Linked DNA regions of Sus scrofa: region 1 is linked to region 2. The links are chromatin contacts, called in public HiChIP or PLAC-seq maps. All regions are on one chromosome and are shown on one strand. The core of a region is the stretch at or near the end of the contact, and the rest is flanking DNA. Distances in the headings are between cores, read along the strand shown.

The links. HiChIP or PLAC-seq counts read pairs in DNA pulled down with a chosen protein or histone mark.
Region 1: a contact with region 2 is called in an H3K27ac HiChIP or PLAC-seq map of alveolar macrophages. The contact joins the promoter of RUSC1 here to the promoter of RXFP4 in region 2. A contact is called at or near these places in 1 of 5 promoter capture datasets (fetal liver) and 1 of 2 datasets of contacts at active chromatin or transcription factors (alveolar macrophages).

Annotation. Positions count from the first base shown.
Region 1 is chr4:94,498,551-94,501,250 of Sscrofa11.1, reverse strand. RUSC1 (RUN and SH3 domain-containing protein 1) reads left to right here and starts at 1,258. Exons shown (of 12, transcript XM_013997003.2): 1 at 1,258-1,466; 2 at 2,150-2,700. The coding sequence starts at 2,236. FDPS (farnesyl diphosphate synthase) reads left to right here. Exons shown (of 10, transcript NM_001185131.1): 8 at 72-149; 9 at 249-383; 10 at 856-1,056. The coding sequence ends at 1,056.
Region 2 is chr4:94,083,705-94,086,404 of Sscrofa11.1, reverse strand. RXFP4 (relaxin/insulin like family peptide receptor 4) reads left to right here and starts at 1,310. Exons shown (of 1, transcript NM_001005844.1): 1 at 1,310-2,431. The coding sequence starts at 1,310. The coding sequence ends at 2,431.

The DNA.
Region 1 (2,700 bases), core at 9-2,508, 410 kb before region 2:
TGTGGAAGGAAGCAGCCAGGAAGATGAAGGCACCTCTGGGGTGTGGCTTGTCAATTCCCTTTTCACCTCAGGCAGGCATTGACGGGGAGAAGGAGCACGCCAATGCCAAGAAGATCCTGATGGAGATGGGAGAGTTCTTTCAGATTCAGGTAGGAAGGCGTGAGGCGCCAGCAGCGAACAGGCTCCGACTTTTCTTCTTGTCTCGGCGCCTCTTCATTCCTCCTTTGTCGTCTCCCCACCCACCCCAGGACGATTACCTCGACCTCTTTGGGGACCCCAGCGTGACAGGCAAGATCGGCACAGACATCCAGGACAACAAGTGCAGCTGGCTGGTGGTTCAGTGTCTGCAGCGGGCCTCTCCGGAGCAGCGCCAAATCCTGCAGGTGCCCCAGAGCGGGCTGTGGATCCCTGAGCTGCCGAAAAGGGGGATTGAGCTAGTGGTTCTGCAGTAGGGGTGATTTTGCACCACAGGGGGTGTTGGGCAATGTCAAGAGACATCTTGTTATAACTCGGTGTGTGCATGTGCCACACATCTCTCTAGTGGTTAGCAACCCAGCGGAGCTGCCAAACGTGCAGCTTCCCACACCAAGTTATCTGGCCAAAAAATTTCAGTAGTGCCAAGGGTTGAGAAATCCAGGGATAGAGGAAGCTGAGGGCTGAACCAGTCTCCTAGCATTTGGGGCGGGGAGGGAGAAGTTCACGATCCTAGATACTCGGAGACACTTGAAATTGGAGACAGCGATGGTGGGAATGGCATTGAAGATGTTCTGGAATATCCAGATGAGGGGAGTGGAGGGGACCTGGAGGTGTTGAGGGAAGGCTAACAGGCCCACTTTCCTGCCTCCAACGCTCCAGGAGAACTATGGGCAGAAGGATGCTGAGAAGGTGGCCCGGGTGAAGGCGCTGTATGAGGAGATGAATCTGCAGGCAGTGTTCCTGCAGTACGAGGAAGACAGTTACAGCCACCTGATGGGTCTCATCGAGCAGTATGCTGCGCCCCTGCCCCCGGCCATCTTCCTGGAGCTGGCACACAAGATCTACAAGAGAAGAAAGTAGCCCAGAGACTGAAGGTGGGAGGGGGGGCTCTCAATAAATTACTATCTAACCTCCGGTTCCGTTCCTGTTTTTTTGCCAGCCAGGGGCGCAGCTGTGTCCAGAATAGGCAGGGTGGAGGGTAGCTGCGTGGAAACCGGGACTGTGGGCTTTGGCTTTAGGATCTGCCCGGGATCGAATGCTCAAAGCCCTCAAAAGCAGTCGACCTGGGCCTGGGTGGGTGCCGGGCAAGACGTCAAGCGCTGGGGGCTGGGTCTCGGTCACGCCCCGCCCATGCGTGAAGGGGCGCGGCTGCGCAGCGCTGGCCGGTTGTGCCAGCGCCCCTCCCCTCCAGTCTGTGTGGGCTGGGCGGGGTCCGTGGGAGCCACAGAGGATCCCCGACGCCGCTGCGGAGCGGTTGCAGGAGGACCCTGGTGAGGATGGCCTTTGGGTGTGGCTGGAGGGATAGGGCACGTGGGGTGGGGCAGGAGAGGGGGAGCAGTGAAAAATGAATAGACAAGGGGCGGGGTGGTAGCTGGACGATGGAGACAACTGCAGAGAGAATGGAAAGACATGCAGGTTCTCGGAGCTGGATGAAGGTGCACAGCTGCTGTGGGCTGGAGCCCGGGTTCTATGCGGGCCGACCTGCCAGGCTGCGTTGACATGCTGATGGCTGCTTCGTCCTTCCCCCCACGCCCGCCCCTTTCCTGCATTAACCAGCCAGACGCGCCTCCCCCTCTCATTTCAGAGCATCTGGGCGGGGCCTCTCGGCCCCTTCTGGGAGTGAGGGGCATTCTGGGGGCAGGGCCAGATTGCAGTAGAGTGGATCCCGGGGCCATTCTCAGCCTGGCCCCATCCTTTTACAAGCCCCTGCACCTCCAAGGAGACTGAGAACGCAGCCGCATTCTCTAACCCGTCCCGCCCCATTCCCAGGAGGTTACAGTCGACTCCACCTGCAAACACTGCAGCGGATGCTAATGGCCAGTTGATGTCTGTTTGCATCTCATCTAAATATTGTTTAAGGCGCCTTTCCAGGCCTGCTCCAGCCATCAGTCACCTCAGCGTCCTTCCTGCGGCCCGCACCCTCACTGCTGGTTTCACCATCCCTGTCTTCTAGGTCTGCGTCTGCTGTTGCCAGGTAGGTGGATGTGAGAGGCCTGAGCCTCCTCATTCTCTAGAGGCTACCCCGTCGCCGCCGGCACCATGCTGTCCCCTCAGAGGGCTTTACTCTGCAACCTCAACCACATCCACCTCCAGCATGTCTCTCTGGGCCTGCACTTGTCCCGCCGTCCGGAGCTACGAGAGGGGCCCTTGAGCACATCCCCTCCCCCAGGGGACACCGGGGGTAAGGAGAGCCGAGGGCCTTGCAGCGGGACCCTGGTGGACGCCAATTCCAACAGCCCAGCCGTGCCCTGCCGATGCTGCCAGGAGCACGGGCCAGGCCTAGAAAACCGGCAGGTCCCAGCACAGGAAGAAGAGGGGGCTGCCTCTCCCTCGGACCCAGGCTGCTCCTCCTCTCTCAGCTCCTGCTCAGATTTTAGCCCGGATGAGTCCCCCATCTCAGTCTACTCCAGGGAGCTCCCTGGCAATGAGGATGTCCACCCTCAGCCCAGCATCGTCCCCCTGGAGCAAGGCTCTCCACTGGCCTCCGCCGGCACAGGCGCTTGC
Region 2 (2,700 bases), core at 61-2,560:
GGCACAGGGCAGGAAGGTGTTGAATATTTTGGAATCCTTGAAAAAGCATTATTCCTTTATCTGCACCCTGCCCTCCACACCCCCATCTCCTCTCCTTTCTCTCATCACAGCAAATTCTGCAACGGTTAGGGCTATGGGCACAAAAGGGAAGGACCCATTGAGGCATTTTTTCCAATTAGGACTGAGATCATGAGGAGACAGGATGGGGTGTGGTGAAGGTGTATCTCAGCATCCGCAGCTCTGAAACGCGGTTTGGGGGTTGGAGGAGAGAATGGAGGCACCATTGACCTCAGATTAGAGCAGGAAAGTGTGAAATGGCTGTGGGCGTTAGTGATCGAGGCTAGCAGGACTTCTTAGCAGGAAGAGAACCAAGGGCATGCCCCAGGGCCACTCAGGTCCTCATAGGCTGCATTCCCAGTGGGGAGGGAACAGGAAGCTGTGACTTCCTCTCCCCTTTTCTTCCCTGCTTTTAGCCTCAAGGTCACTTGCTGCTGCAACGAATTCCAACCTGTGTTTTCGTTGGCGCTGTTCCCTGGCCATGGTGTTAATAACTGCTTAGTACCTTGCTCCCTTCTGCCACAAAGGCCCCCAACTTTTCCTTTGAAATAATAACCATTTGTGCAAATAGCAAGGCACAAAGTGCCCTTTCATATGTGTCATCTCATTTTATCACACTAATCCCGTGAAGAGAGATTTTAATTTGAAAAATTTAAGTAAGGAAACTGAGGTTCAGAGGAGGGAAGAAATTCACTAAAGTCACAGAGTGGTAGTAGAATTGGGACTCCAGAGCCTTGCCTGCCCCTACGCCCCCTCCCAGCCCACCTCCCCAGGTGCCCAGGGAGCACTTTCTGCAGAGAAGGGGGCCCCTGAACAGTTAGGAATAGAGGGGGTTATAGTTTGGTTCCTGCCATCCCTCAGATGGGGTATCTCTGGTCCCCTCCCTGGGTGGAGGCTTGGGGCTGCCCTTCATAGTGGGATAATTTCCCCTTCCCCATTCCCTCTCTTCTGCATGGAGACACACGCACGCACGCAGGCACGCACGCACGCACGCACTTATCCCAGGGTTCTGGTCCTCCCTCACCCTGCCCCACCCACCCCAAGACCAACAGAGAAGAGGCAGGTTGTCCCTCCAGGACCCGCCCTATGAGGTATGACCGTGGGCTGGGCCTCCAGGCAGCCAGAGGCCCCAGAGAAGCAGAGAAGCGCTCAGATCTACAGCAACCTGCAGAGCGCCCTAGGCGGCCCCTACCAGCCTGGCAGACACTCGCTGGCCCCTCTGCCCTGCACCACTGACATCTGATGCCCTGCGATGCCCACACCCAATACCTCTGCCCCCCTGCCCGCTTTCTGGGTCAATGCGTCTGGAGGCAGCGTGCTGAGTGCTGATGATGCAACGATGCCTGTTGGATTCCTAGCCCTGAGGGTCATGGTTGCCCTGGCCTATGGGCTTGTGGGGGCCGTCGGCTTACTGGGAAATTTGGCTGTGCTGTGGGTGCTGGGTAACTGCGCTCGGAGAGCCCCTTGCCCACCTTCTGACACTTTTGTCTTCAATCTGGCTCTGGCAGACCTGGGGCTGGCACTCACTCTTCCCTTCTGGGCAGCTGAGTCGGCGCTGGACTTCCACTGGCCCTTCGGAGGTGCCCTCTGCAAGATGATCCTGACAGCCACCGTCCTCAACATCTATGCCAGCATCTTCCTCATCACGGCGCTGAGTGTTGCCCGATACTGGGTGGTGGCCATGGCTGGGGGACCAGGTACCCACCTCTCGCTCTTCTGGGCCCGTGTGGCCACCCTGGCAGTGTGGGTAGCAGCTGCCCTGGTGACGGTGCCCACGGCTGTCTTTGGGGCTGAGGGCGAGTTGTGTGGCGTGCGGTTGTGTCTGCTGCGCTTTCCCAGCAGGTATTGGCTGGGGGCCTACCAGCTGCAGAGGGTGGTCCTGGCCTTTATGGTGCCACTGGGCATCATCACCACCAGCTACCTGCTGCTGCTGGCCTTCCTGCGACGGCGGCGACAGCGACGGCAGGACAACAGGGTTGTGGCCCGCTCCATCCGCATCCTTCTGGCTTCCTTCTTCCTCTGCTGGTTCCCCAACCATGTGGTCACTTTCTGGGGTGTCCTGGTGAAGTTTGACTTGGTGCCCTGGGACAGCACTTTCTACACCATCCATACCTATGTCTTCCCTGTCACCACCTGCCTGGCACACAGCAACAGCTGCCTCAACCCTGTGCTGTACTGCCTCCTAAGGCGGGAGCCCCGGCGGGCCCTGGAAGTCACCTTCAGGGACCTGAGAGCAAGGCTGTGGCCGCAGGGCCGGGGCTGGGTGGAACAGGTGGCCCTAAAGGAAGTGGGCAGGCGGTGGGAGGAGATCACCCCTAGGGATGGTGGCCCTTCTGCCATGCCCACCAACCGGGACAAAGGGACAGCTGGGTGAAGGGAGCAAGCTAATCCCCCTCTTTCTGGGGGTCTGCCAGGTCAGGTGCAGGATCCACGCATCCCAGGGAGAGAAAAGCTGGCTTCTCTGCTGTAATGTAACGCTCTCAGGGAGAGTCTGATCTTTGATCCCCAAGTCTGGCAGTGGGAGAATGGGGGAGGCCGGGGCCCAGATCAGGGCTGGGTAGGAAGAACCAGAAGTCTCCACGTGGAGATGGGAATGAAGAGGATCTGAGAATAAACCTCTGGAGCATCCACAAAGTGTGTGCA